Regions from separate parts of the Anser cygnoides genome. Here region 1 is linked to region 2. A link is a contact called in public Hi-C data. All regions are on one chromosome and are shown on one strand. Each heading gives the region's core, a stretch centred on a gene start, on an enhancer-like site or on the middle of the called end of the contact. The rest is flanking DNA. Distances are from core to core; before and after follow the strand shown.

Region 1 (5,823 bases), core at 1,480-3,979, 390 kb before region 2:
GCTCTTCCTGGAACGTTTGGTAGCACAAACTGAGTTTTGATTTCTCAGTGCAGCTCCCAATGGACAAGTGTTCACAGGAAAAAAAACACGGCATCATTTAGCCCCTTATTGGGAACTGACACGGATAACCCCCAAAATAATGAGTTTCTCTATCACATGTCAAGACAGAGATCTCAGCCCTTCTCCACTTTGCCTTCTTACTCCACCAAAGGATTTCAAATAATTTTCCTAGAGCAATACCGTTACCAATTAAACAGAAATGCCACACTAATAGTAATATGTTCCATTTCTGAAGTTTTAAATTCTATAGGCCTTAAGGTTTTGTGGTATATTAAGACTGAACAGGTAGGAAAGTGAGGAACTGTGCATAGGGATTCTGTGCTGCTGATTTTTAGGTTTCATTACTTTTTAATGAAGGGTCTAGATTTATATTTTCTCTATGGCTTCTGCAATCGGAAGTCATTGGACTTGCAGTCTTAATTTATTACTTCAAATATAAAGATGAATAAATAACAAAGTGAGGATACAGAATAATAAGAAATCTTTTTAACCATAGTTACAGTAGATTCTCCGGATTTCTCCTCTGAAGCAGTAATTCATATCACTGCACACGATGAGCAGTATGGTATGAGCCCAATCATTACCCTTTTAGGCACAGGTGTTGGTTTTAGCTGTTGAATCTCAAACATTAAAAAAGTTTGCTGATAATTACAGGTAAAGGAGTGATACAGATGTTGCTTGTGACTATTAGGATATGTTCTCATGTGTGTACATCCTTGTGCAAATGGGTGTACCTACAGTTGTACAGGCTTCTAATTAGAGCCTCTAATCTGAATTCGTTAGAAAAGCTGCTAGTACATACACCTAGTTAATACACTTAATCTGAATTTCGTAGAAAAGCTACTGTTTTGTAAGGCTAAAACATTGTTTTTATAAATATTACTGTGGGGCTTTTCTTTGACTAGACGAATGTCTTCATTTTTCATTATTAATGAAAAAAACAAGTTTCTAAACATGCTTGTAAGTGGAAAAAACTGATAAGGAAGGGAGTTTAAGGAACTTCAGTGTATTACTAAGAAAGTACTCTAAACATGTCAGAAAAGGAAAAAATACTGTCATGGATGCATACGTGACTTACATTTTGCATTAGGAACATGTTAATGGTTCTTCTTGTGGACGCTTCACTAGCAACAAAATCTAATGCTAATCTTGCTTCTAGAATTGGGCATCTTCTACAGATTTTAAAGGCACTTTTTAAATGAAGGTGAAAATACCGTTATGTTACTTGATTGAATACCCATTCTGTATTATATTTTCAGAATAAAACACGTTTTCTGTTCTGAGGAGCAAAAAAGGGAAAATTTAGACTGAGAACTCAGACAGATATTGCATACATTCTATAATTATAAAAACTGCTCTTTTTTCTCATGATTGATAGAGAAGCTTGCATATTATATCTTACATACAGCTTCCATGTCTGGGAATATATACACAGCACACACTGCACTCGGCAGCTAATCTATCTGTTTTTCTGAAGTGCTGGTCACTTAGTGGCAGAAAGTATTTTGGTGTCACCTTCCAAAATGCACTTACAAGTGTAGAGCTGTTAAACGTGGATGCTTATTGAATATTTCTTGTAACTTTCAGGAGAAACAAAGCCTTGTGCTAGTCTCCATCCATACTGCTTTGTGTTCTATCTGCCACATAAGATAAAATCAGCTGTTTTCTCATTATTTAAGTAAATATAAGTTTTATCGTTTGATAATTTAAATAGAGGAGAATCACATTGTAGTTTTCAAGGAGGAATATGGCTATTCTTTGAGAAAAGTAAGCTAAATATTTTTACAGAGGAAAAATAGTGGAAACAAAGGGATTTCTTAGATGTAAAATGTTACTCTTGACTATTGCTCCAGCTGCCATTATCTCCACACGAGCGAGTAGACGTGTAATCTCTGGCTGGCCTCATCACAAGTCATATCTGAAGATAAGTTAACCAGCATTTTAAATAACTAAGCCTTTGACATTTTAGTTTATGCATATATTGCACCTCAATAAGTCATTCACTGTAGATCTCCTAGACCCAAAATTTCAAGGGCTTTGTGGTTTGTACTTCTGTAGGGCCTTATTTTCAAAACTGAACATTGTAGTGTCTATTAAAGTCACCCAGAATCAGTTTGTATGAATTTCATTGGAGACAGTCAAAGCCTTGCTTGACAAAATTGTTTTAAAGCCTATTTCTTCATTAGAGTTAAGTTAAAATCACAAACTTAACGCACAGAAATAATGAACAATATTTTAATTGTGCATGTGGAGAGGAATCACGCAATTCAGTAAGGTATTTCTATCTCTCCTTTCTCTCCTTCTGTTCATTTTTTTCTTTAATCTCTCAGTCACATTCTCAAATTTCCCTTTTTAGTTACCTGACGAAAGAACAACAATTACATTTGTTATCTTTGTACCTCTGCATCTCTCTTACACAGGTGACAAAATGAAATACTTACACGCATCATTCCTGTCTTTATGAGTGCAGGTAGCCAGGCTGCAGAGTCGTGCTGGCGGACTCCAGAGCGTTTTCAGCTGCTTGTATAAATGTACCAGAGTATTTGTCTTCACGTTATTCATTATTATCACCTTGGAACTTGAAAACTTTGGTTAGTCAAACAGCCAGAGGAGCTTTCTGGAGTCTAGCAACCTATCAACACAGAGGAAAAAATGCTGTGGACATACAGCTTCAAGGGATCTCCAGGCCTATTTATAAAAAAAAATTGAGAGCACCCTTTCCTGGTTGGAGAGAGGGAGCTAACCAAACAGTTAATTTTCAACTTATCCCTGGAATGGCTTTTTTCATTGGCTCTAATTTAGTTGGAGGCTGGGCTAGTTGGTAATTATTTGTGCACTTTCCGGGCTTTCTCTCATGTGGCTCCAAGAATACCAAAGGGTTACAAAAACCACTCTTTTGTATGCAAGGAGAGGTTTCTTATCACTTCTTCACCCTACATTCTTTTGAATGCTGATAGCTAACAGTTGCTATCATTGACAGTTGTGGTTCTGAGGAGCGGTGACCGCTCAAGCTGAGGAATTTGCAGAAATCTCGTAGATACAAAGGCTTGCCCAGCAGAACAGGCGGAGCAGCCTCCTACAGAAAAGCATTGCAGCTCCTAGCACGTAATACAGTATTATTGCACCGTCAGGGTGAAGAAACTCTTTCTGAACTATAAGGTGTCTCATAAGAAGGATCATTTCTTACAGGTTAGAAACAGGAACAGACCCAAGGAACCATCATTACCCCTCCCACTCACTTAAGCTCAAAAACCACTTTGGCTCAGCCCTCTCCAGTGGGGAGAACAGGGTTTCCTGACCTGTTTCTTAGGGATGAAAGCATGAGGAGAGTTACTCCCTTATTTCCACGTACAATTCTAATAATGTTTGTTAGCTGATGTGGAAGATCCATATTTAAGTTACTCCCTTGCACTGTGGGACGTTTCTGTCACCAGATTGGCCTTCCTGCCCTAGCTGCAGAGAGAAGCACTTCTTACAGCTGTAGACCAAGCAACTCATTTTCCAGGGACTTTTTTTGTGGTGTTATTACAGGCCCTTTAGGATTAAGATGGAATGACATGAGAAAAGAGTGCCTGGGCACGCCAGGGAATGAGAGCCAGCCCTCTGACTGTGCCGCGGTCACTCTTAGCTCAATGCCCTCACCCACAGGGGCTGAGCACAGCAGGCAGAGCTGGGCACAGCTCAGTGGCCATCAGCAGTCCCAAACGCAGCAAGCAGCAGGTCCAAGGTCCAACCTGAGAGCCTGGACAGGAGCAAAAGGAGACAGGGCCAAACGCAAGCAACAACAGGGGTCCGAAGTCCTTCTTGGAGACAGGGCCAAAAGCAAGCCTGAAGACAAGTGCCCCAGCAACAAAACTTAAAAGGGCTGAGCCTGAGCTTAAACAGCCTCCTGGGTCATGGGTGGGAGTGTGGTGTAGGCTCCTGGTGAGCCTCAAGGCCATTAAGACTTATTATTGGCAACCTCAGCCTCAGGTTTTGTAAGGCCTTTAATAATTCTTACTTAAGTATTTGTAAAATTCATGTGGTCATTTTCCTCCGTTAAGCACATTGGAATGCATATTGTGAAAGCTACAGAACCTATCAGGGACAGAGCAAGCTGAAATGATAAGACTATCATACTAATGATAAGTATTCTGACATTAAAAATCAGTCCTTTCTTAATCCATAAAATGACATGTAAAGAATTTTTCACTATGTGTTTTTATGTAACAAATACTGGTATTTTGAATTAGAAACTTATTTGCTCATTGACATTTTCATTAAATACACGTGTATCTGTCATCTCTTACTGCCCAGTGGGTAAGTGCAAGGCTTAGGCTCAGGGAATCCTCTTTAGTATCCTAAAGTGGCAGGCGTATCTGTGTTATTTACTATTCCAACACCAACTATGTAGGAGAGTCTTTCTTAATAGTTGTTGTTTATTACCTCAGCTGCGTGCCTCAGAGTGTCTTAAGAGCAAGCCACTGTTAGCCAAGAGTTCTGTCTGCAAAAAAAGTGCAAAATCAGACTTCTGGTTTTGCTCGTAATTGTGGATAATCACGTACGTGGAGTGTAACTGGATACAATGGAAATGTGCTTACTTAGTTTTCGCAGGAACTGGAGAAGTAAAAATTGAGAAATTTCTGGCTGTTACTACCTGTCTGACTTTACTGTAAGGGCCTTCAGACTGGACAGAGAGGATCAATATTTGTTTTCTTTCTGATGTTTACTTGAGGGTTGCCAGTATGTACATTCTGTAGTCATTTAATTCTGTGCAGCCTTATCAACATTTTGATTCTGCTGAAGAACTATTCAAATCGCTCTGAATCAACAGCTTTCTTTCCTGAAAGAAAGGTGGCCGATGCACTGTATGTACTTTATTATTTACAGCTATTTCTGTGAAGTCCGAAGCTCAGTTCAGAGCCAGCAGGGAGCAAAACCTTGTTGCTTTTAGGACAAGAAGTATGGAAGTTAAGTGCAGCCACTGGAGAGAAACGCGTCCTCCTTGCTGAAATGCAAAGCCTAGACAGCTCAGAGTATAATCAGACGTGAGCACATTAACAATGTGAAGGAAAACTGTTACACCTGAGATGTTCTGCTCTTCTTTCCATCTTTCAGTTCCAGTTTTTGGCTTTGTTTCTTGGCCATGGGGCACTTAGTTCTCCTTTCACGGGAGTCCGTATTACAATATATTTTATCTATCTTTCTGTCCAGCGTGCTGTCTCTCACCATTTGGAATTCAAGCTTCAGAGAAGATAGAGGAAAAAATCTCTTAATTTCCCGATTCATGGAATATTTCAATCATAGTGTTTGAAGAAATCTGCTTCTCCTGGCATTATGCTTGCAAGGGTGTTCCTGTGCTAATATTGCCTTAATTGCAACATTGGCAAGCCAAGCCCAAAAAGTCCGGGGAAAAAAATAGGCTTACAATTTTACTATAGTTAGAAAGATATAAAGTGATTTCATAGTTAACATTTTCCTCATCTAGTTACGGCTTTATAACAGCTGACAGTATGATCAATCAAAGGGTGGGAAGCTGCGAGGTGTCCATGGGAAACCTCTGCAGCGGCTAAAAATATCACCTGGGGTAGCTGTCACAAGGCAGTCAGATCGTTTCTCTGTGGGCTTTCACACTCATTTCTCTGTGGATTGGCACACGCTTCCCATGGGTTACATATTACTTCAGCCTAAGGAGAGCTTTTCTTTCACATCCAGAACTTGCTAGAACTTTCGTTGATGTGATTGATCCCTCGCCCTCTAACCACCTCTGCTCTCTCCAGTTTT
Region 2 (6,171 bases), core at 1,680-4,179:
TCTCTAATAATATCGCCCCAGATTAATTGGCACTAATACAAATGTACACAGCTCCATAAAAAGATGTCACCTCGCGCACAATGGGGGAAACGGCTGCCGGCGCATTATCGCTGCTCTGCAGGCATGTAATTCACTCCTCGGGAAAACACGCTATTTATTCTGTTACCCTATAACAATCTCTCTGCAAACACAACGGGATGGGGGGGGAGGAAAAAAAAACGAGCCACCCACGAGGAGATGTGGTGCTGACACCGGCACCCAGCCCCGCGCCACGGCGGGTGGCACCCACGCAGGGGCACCCGTGGGTCTCCACGCGGGGCGATGGGGCGGGGAGGTGCTCGGGGATGGTCCCGCAGCGTGGATCCAGCCCTCAGTCCTACATTTTCCGAAGCGACTGCAAATTCTCGGGCCTCGGGGGGATCTCGGAGGGCTTGGGAGGGTGCCAAGGAGCTAATTAAAAGGACACTGGCGAGGAATGCGCAAGGGTGAGGACTGACTGCAACCTGTTTGTCCCTGGGGCAGGGCTGGTGCTGCAAGCAGCCTCTGGCACGTTTGGTTTTTTTTTTTTTTGGCCAGTTTGAGGGGTTTGGGGCTGGTTTGAGGGGGTTTTGGCCACTCGTTGTAGAGCGAGAGGCAGCCACTTGGTGCCCAACCCCATTTGCGCCCGCTCGTCCCCCACCACAGCCCCACGGATTTGTTGGCGTGCGTTTAACACCTGGTCTGATTTTTTTTTTTTAAATTTTCTTATTTTTGTGGTCCTTTGGGGATCCAGGAGTCGGAGTCAATGATCCTTGTGGGTCCCTTCCAGCTCGGATATTCTATGATCCTATGATAACCCCATGAACTGAAGGGTTTGCCCAAAGGTCTCCCCAGGAGGATGCGGTGCGAGCCAGAGCCCTCGGCTCCCCGGCATCGGTGCTGAGCCTCAGGGGCGCACCCAAGGGTGCCAGCCCCAGCGCCCTGACCCCAAAACAACAAATGAAACCCCCCCAAGATGGCTTTGGGGAGCAGAACCCCCGATGCCCCAGGGGTTCATCTCCGAGCAGAGCCGAAGCAGGGGACGGGCAGCGCCCGGTGTCACGGCCCCGCGAGGACGTGCGCGGGCGCTCGGCGGCATTACGCACGTGGCAAGGAATAGCAAGGCACTGGAAGCAGAGCCACCGGCCCCGAGCTCTGGCGGTCTCCAGGTCTGCAGCTCGGGCCCAAACGAGGTGAAACCCCCCTCACGCCTCAATTGGACTTTTGGGGGTGGGCACACAACGGGCGCAGAGCGAGCCCTTCGCCGCCGCCGCACCGCCCGCCCTCGCCGGTTTCTCTCTTACCCCTGGAACTCTTCGTAATTCCTAACTTAATTTCTTTTGACATCCTCATTGCCGGCTTGACCTCTTTACTGGAATCATGTGCCGCTTAAAACTCATTATCCCACCATTGAAACAGGAAGCTAATTAAAAACCCTTTAAAAAAAAAAAGAGGGGAAAAAAATGATAGAGGAAAAAAATGAGAAAGGGAAAAAAAAAAAAAGCACACCCAGTGTTCAGTGGTGTACGGAGAGGGGACGTGGCCAAGCTGCCGTGCCGTGCCGTGCCGTGCCGTGCCGTGCCGTGCCATGCCGTGCCATCAAGGGCTCCCGCAGAGTCCCAGGAGGCACTAACCCAGGAGCAGCGGTCCCAGCAAAGCCCCCCCCCATGCCGAGGGCTGGGCTTGGCCCCATTTTTTGGTTACCCCTGACAGCAAAAATGTTCGGGTCGTGGACCCAACCCCGAGCAGCTCCCGTTGGCCGCGGGTTTTGGCCCCTCCACCCTCGCACGGCTGGATCTGAAGGTGGGAGAGGCAGACGGGGAACTGTGGGGGCGCCGAATTTGGAGGGGGCAGCACCCTGCGGAGCAGCACCCCGCAGGCACCCCAAGGGTCCCAACGCAGAAGGGGATGGGGCACAGCAGGATGGGGCCCCCTGTGTGCTAGGTCCCCTCTGTGCACCCCTAGGTGGGGGTCCTGGGTGGGCTTGGGGTCCCTTGGGGAGCTCAGCGGCTCCAAAGGGGAGCTGGAGACCCCAAAGTGGTGGTGGTGGGGGGGGGGGGGGTCAGGACCCCTGGTGCACCCCAAAAGGGGTAACCGGGGAGGGGCTAGAATCCCATGGGGGGCACTGGGGTCCCAGAGGATGCTCTGAGGACCCCAAAATGGGGTCAGGACCCCAAATTGTGGGGGCTGGGGTCCCAGAGGATGCTCTGAGGACCCCAAAATGGGGTCAGGACCCCAAATTGTGGGGGCTGGGGTCCCACAGGACGCTCTGAGGACCCCAAAATGAGGTCAGGACCCCAAATTGTGGGGGCTGGGGTCACAGAGGACGCTCTGAGGACCCCAAAATGGGGTCAGGACCCCAAATTGTGGGGGCTGGGGTCCCAGAGGACGCTCTGAGGACCTCAACATGAGGTCGGGACCCCCAAAATGAGGTGGGGACCCCAAATTTTGGGGGGGGGGGGGGCTGGGATCCCACGGCAGGGCCGTGGGGACCCTGCGGGGAGGGGGGGGGGGGGTGAGGACCCCAAAAAGGGGACCCCCTACAGGGGGGTGCAGGCCATGCTGGGGGGAGGGGGCAGAACCCCCGAGGGGAGGGGCCGAACCCCCCCCCCCGCTCCCCCCGCCCCCCGGGGCCGCCCCCGCCCCCTCCGCGCCGCGCGCGCCGGTTACGCCATCCGGTGGGCGTGGCCGGCGTGAGAGGGGGGAGGGGGCGGGGAGAGCGGGCGCCAGCCAATGAGCGGCCGCGGCGGCGGCAGGCCCCGCCCCCTCGGGGGGCTGGGGCGGGCTCGAGGCGGCCTCGCGCCCCATTGAGAAAAATCCCGCGGCGGCGGCGGCTCCGCTCCGCCGCGCACGGCCCCGGCCCCGGCCCCGGCCCCGGCAGCGAGGGGCGGGCGGGCGATGCGAGCAGCCCCGGGGGGGGGGGGGCCCGCCCGCCGCCGCCGCCGCCGCCCCCGCCACCCACCCTCCGCCGCCGCCGCCGCCCGCCCAGCAGCCAGCCGGGGCGCCGGGCTCGCCCCCCGCCGAGCGATGTCCAGGAGGAAACAGAGCAACCCCCGGCAGATCAAACGTGAGTCCCGGTTCGTCCCCCCGCTGCTATCTCGCCTCGCTTATTTTTAATTTATTTTTAATTTTTTGCACACCCCCCCCCCCCCCCCCCCCCCCCGCACTTTCCCCTCTGCCCCAGTCCCCACCACGGGAGCCCCGTTCCCGGTTGTGCCCGGTGCCCGCTGCCCCCCCCCGCCCCGTTCCCCAGCTCCGTGCCCCGTTCCCCGTCCCCGTTCCCCGTCCCCGTTCCCCGTCCCCGTTCCCCAGCCCCGTTCCCCGTCCCCGTTCCCCATCTCATCCCGGCCCCCTTCCCCGTTCCCCACCTCGTCCCCGCCGCCCCCCCCCCCCCCCCCCCCCCCCCCCCTTTCCCCTCCCCGGCGGCGCTGCCAGCTCGGTGGCTCCTCCGGTACCGGCTCCCGATGGGGGCCCCCGATAAGGCTGGAAAATATTCCGCTCCGCGAGTCCCGGCCCGATAAAGATCGCTCCGTCGGGACGGCCTCAAATTGGGATCTTATCTCCCCTGCCCGCCGCTCAGCCGCAGCGGGGCAGGGGCTCCCCGGGCCGCCCACGGGGGTTCCGTCTCCCGTGGGACACCCCCGGCTCCGGGGGGGGCTCCCCCGGCACCCTGAGGCCCCTTAGGGCGGGGAGGAGGTTGGGATCCCGGGGGTGTCGCTCCGGGACCCCCCCCCCCCGAGCCCCGTTATCGGCGCCCACCGGCGCGATGCCGCGATGTGCCGCCGCGTCTTCCAAGAAATTGGGCGAAGCGCTGGAAGTTTTTTCGGTGCCGGGCTCGGTTGGCTGCTTTTTTTTCCCCCCCCTTCCTCCCTGTTGGTTTTCTTTTCTCTCTCTCTCTTTTTTTTTTTTTTTTCTTCCCCTTGAGTCGATCGAAGCCGGCGATAAGGCCGAGATGCGAGGATAGGGAAGGCTGGCCACCATGTGATAATACAGCTTTATCTTTCTCTTGAAATAATTGCAAGGCTGAGTTGCACCTACCTGTTTCCCTGCCTGGGGTGATTGTTCTGGTGATAAAGCTCAGCTAGACTTTTACCCGGGTAGAGTTAAAAATAGTCCCGGCTGCCTCCTTGAATTTTTTTTCCTTTTTAATTTTATTTTTTCCTTTTGGATAGTTCTTTTTTTTTATCCGACTTCCGTGGGTTTCCTTCCCCGCGCCTGGGCGGCGAAGCCCCTCTCGCGGGCGGCTCCGTCCCCGGTGGCGATGGAGCACGCGAGCTCCAGCTGGGGGGAAAACGGGAGAAGCCTCTCCGGTAGCCCCAGTAACCGATCGGGGCGATAGCATCCTGCCGGCCCGTGGGCTCCGCGCCACGGCCACGGGGAGCCCACGGAGGACGGGAGGGGGGGCAGAGGGGGCCGCCGGGGCGCTCAGCCTCCGCGGGCGCGCTGGCGGGGCGCGGGCGGCTCGGCTCTCCCTTCCCCGGCTGCTTTCTGCCGAGATGTGAAGAAATGATAAAGTGGGAGGCTGATCTCAGGCCGCCAGCGATGGCCAAAACTGATTAAAAGCTGAAAGCTTGGAACCCTTCCTGTATGTGTCAACATGAAAACAGTCATTAGAGACGTGGAGCGCCGCGAGAGCGCGTTTCGGCTGCCTCCGACTGCTCTCTCCTGAGGAGGGAAAGTATGCATGAATCAGGGCTCTGGTAACCAGACTCCTCTAATGTACAGACCGGACCTGTTTCCACAAAGTCTATCCTTTTTATCATCTCGGCTGGAGCATTAAAACCTCCTCCAGATTCGTATCTGCTTATTTTATTTTCCTCAGTGACGCTATGTTCTCTCTCTGTCTTCATCTCTCTTTTTTTTTTTTATTATATTTTTTTTCTTTTTTTTTTTCTCATTTCTTTTTTCTGAAGCCCGATGAGCAGCGCAGATAAGGCTCGGAGGGGAGATCGCAGGGAGAGCGGGCGATCGCCAAGAGCGATAAGACAAAGATCAGACACTGGACTATATTTAACCAGCTGCTTTAACCTTCTCCTTCAGCTTTCTGTGCCGAAGCCTTTCTGACGCAGCGACTTTCCCCGGGGATGGGTGCGGGGTGGGGGGGGTCCTGAGCCCCCTCCCGGCGGCAGGGTGCTGCCCGGAGCCCCCCGGCAGCAGGAAGGCTCTGCCAGCCCGTGGCAGCTCCGTGGAGGCTTTTCAGCTTGTGGCAAAAGCTTTTTCGTTTTGCGGGGGCCCTCCTGCCTGATACCTGCCCCAGGGGACCGTGCCTGGGGGGGGGCGGTTGCGGCTCGGCCCCCCGCTCCGTCAGCAGCGCTGAAAACGCAGCAGCCTCCCTGCAGCTGCTGCTGCTTTATTTTAATTTCATTTCATTTTATTTTTTTTTTTTTCTCTTCTGCCTTTTGTTCTGCTGGTAGATAGATGCGAGGGGCTGATAGAGAGCAGGAGCTGATCTCTCGCCCTGATAGCCTGTTATATTTATTAACTTCAAACAGGGGAGCGCGGGCACACAGCTGAGGAGCGAGGCTCCTGGCAGCTGCGTGTGCGTGCGCTCACAGCGCCGGGTCCTCAGATGGGGGAGCCGATAAGCCGCAGATTGATCTCGTGCTGCCGATGTGCCTCTCTCCGGGTGCCGTTGTTTTAATATATATGTGTTGTTTGTTGTTTTTTTTTTTTTTCCTCCCCCCCTTCCTAAATTAACTGGAAGCGAACATTTTTTGTAGTAGTTTGCAGGAGCCTGCCTGCGGTTTTTTTTTCTTTTTCTTTTTTTTTTTTCTTTTCCCTTTCTATTCTGCTTTCAGCTAGAGTAGATCTGAGCTCCCGATAAGCGCGGAGGCCCGATCTCCATCCTGATAAAGATTGTCAGGGGAGATAAGGGCCACTTATCTCTCCCGACCAGACTGGAGCAGGATTCGCTACAATAACAAACACTGAAAAGAGGGGCAAAAGGGCTCCAACAATTTGTTCCACTGCAAATGTGATTAATGCAGGCGCTCTAATTATCTGATGGGGGGCAGCTGCATGTGTGTTTTCATTTCGCAGGGTGTGTTGGGTTTTTTTTGTTTTTTTTCTCCCCCCACATGCTCGCGCTCCGAAACAAGCCTCGTGTAGAAGACGAGCTCTCCTCAGCGCCTTTTATCACCTACAGATGTTGCA

What was found. Hi-C and Micro-C count contacts between places; a contact is called where the count stands out from the background.
Region 1: a Hi-C map of liver shows a contact between it and region 2, with 1.8 times the contacts expected there. The contact joins the promoter of CA5A here to the promoter of ZFPM1 in region 2. A contact is called at or near these places in 2 of 7 Hi-C or Micro-C datasets (both in liver).

The regions. Positions count from the first base shown.
Region 1 is chr12:2,358,357-2,364,179 of Taihu_goose_T2T_genome, reverse strand. CA5A (carbonic anhydrase 5A) reads right to left here and starts at 2,729. Exons shown (of 7, transcript XM_013197592.3): 1 at 2,502-2,729. The coding sequence starts at 2,622.
Region 2 is chr12:1,967,424-1,973,594 of Taihu_goose_T2T_genome, reverse strand. It overlaps ZFPM1 (zinc finger protein, FOG family member 1), which reads left to right and starts at 2,929. Exons shown (of 11, transcript XM_067004314.1): 1 at 2,929-3,085. The coding sequence starts at 3,046.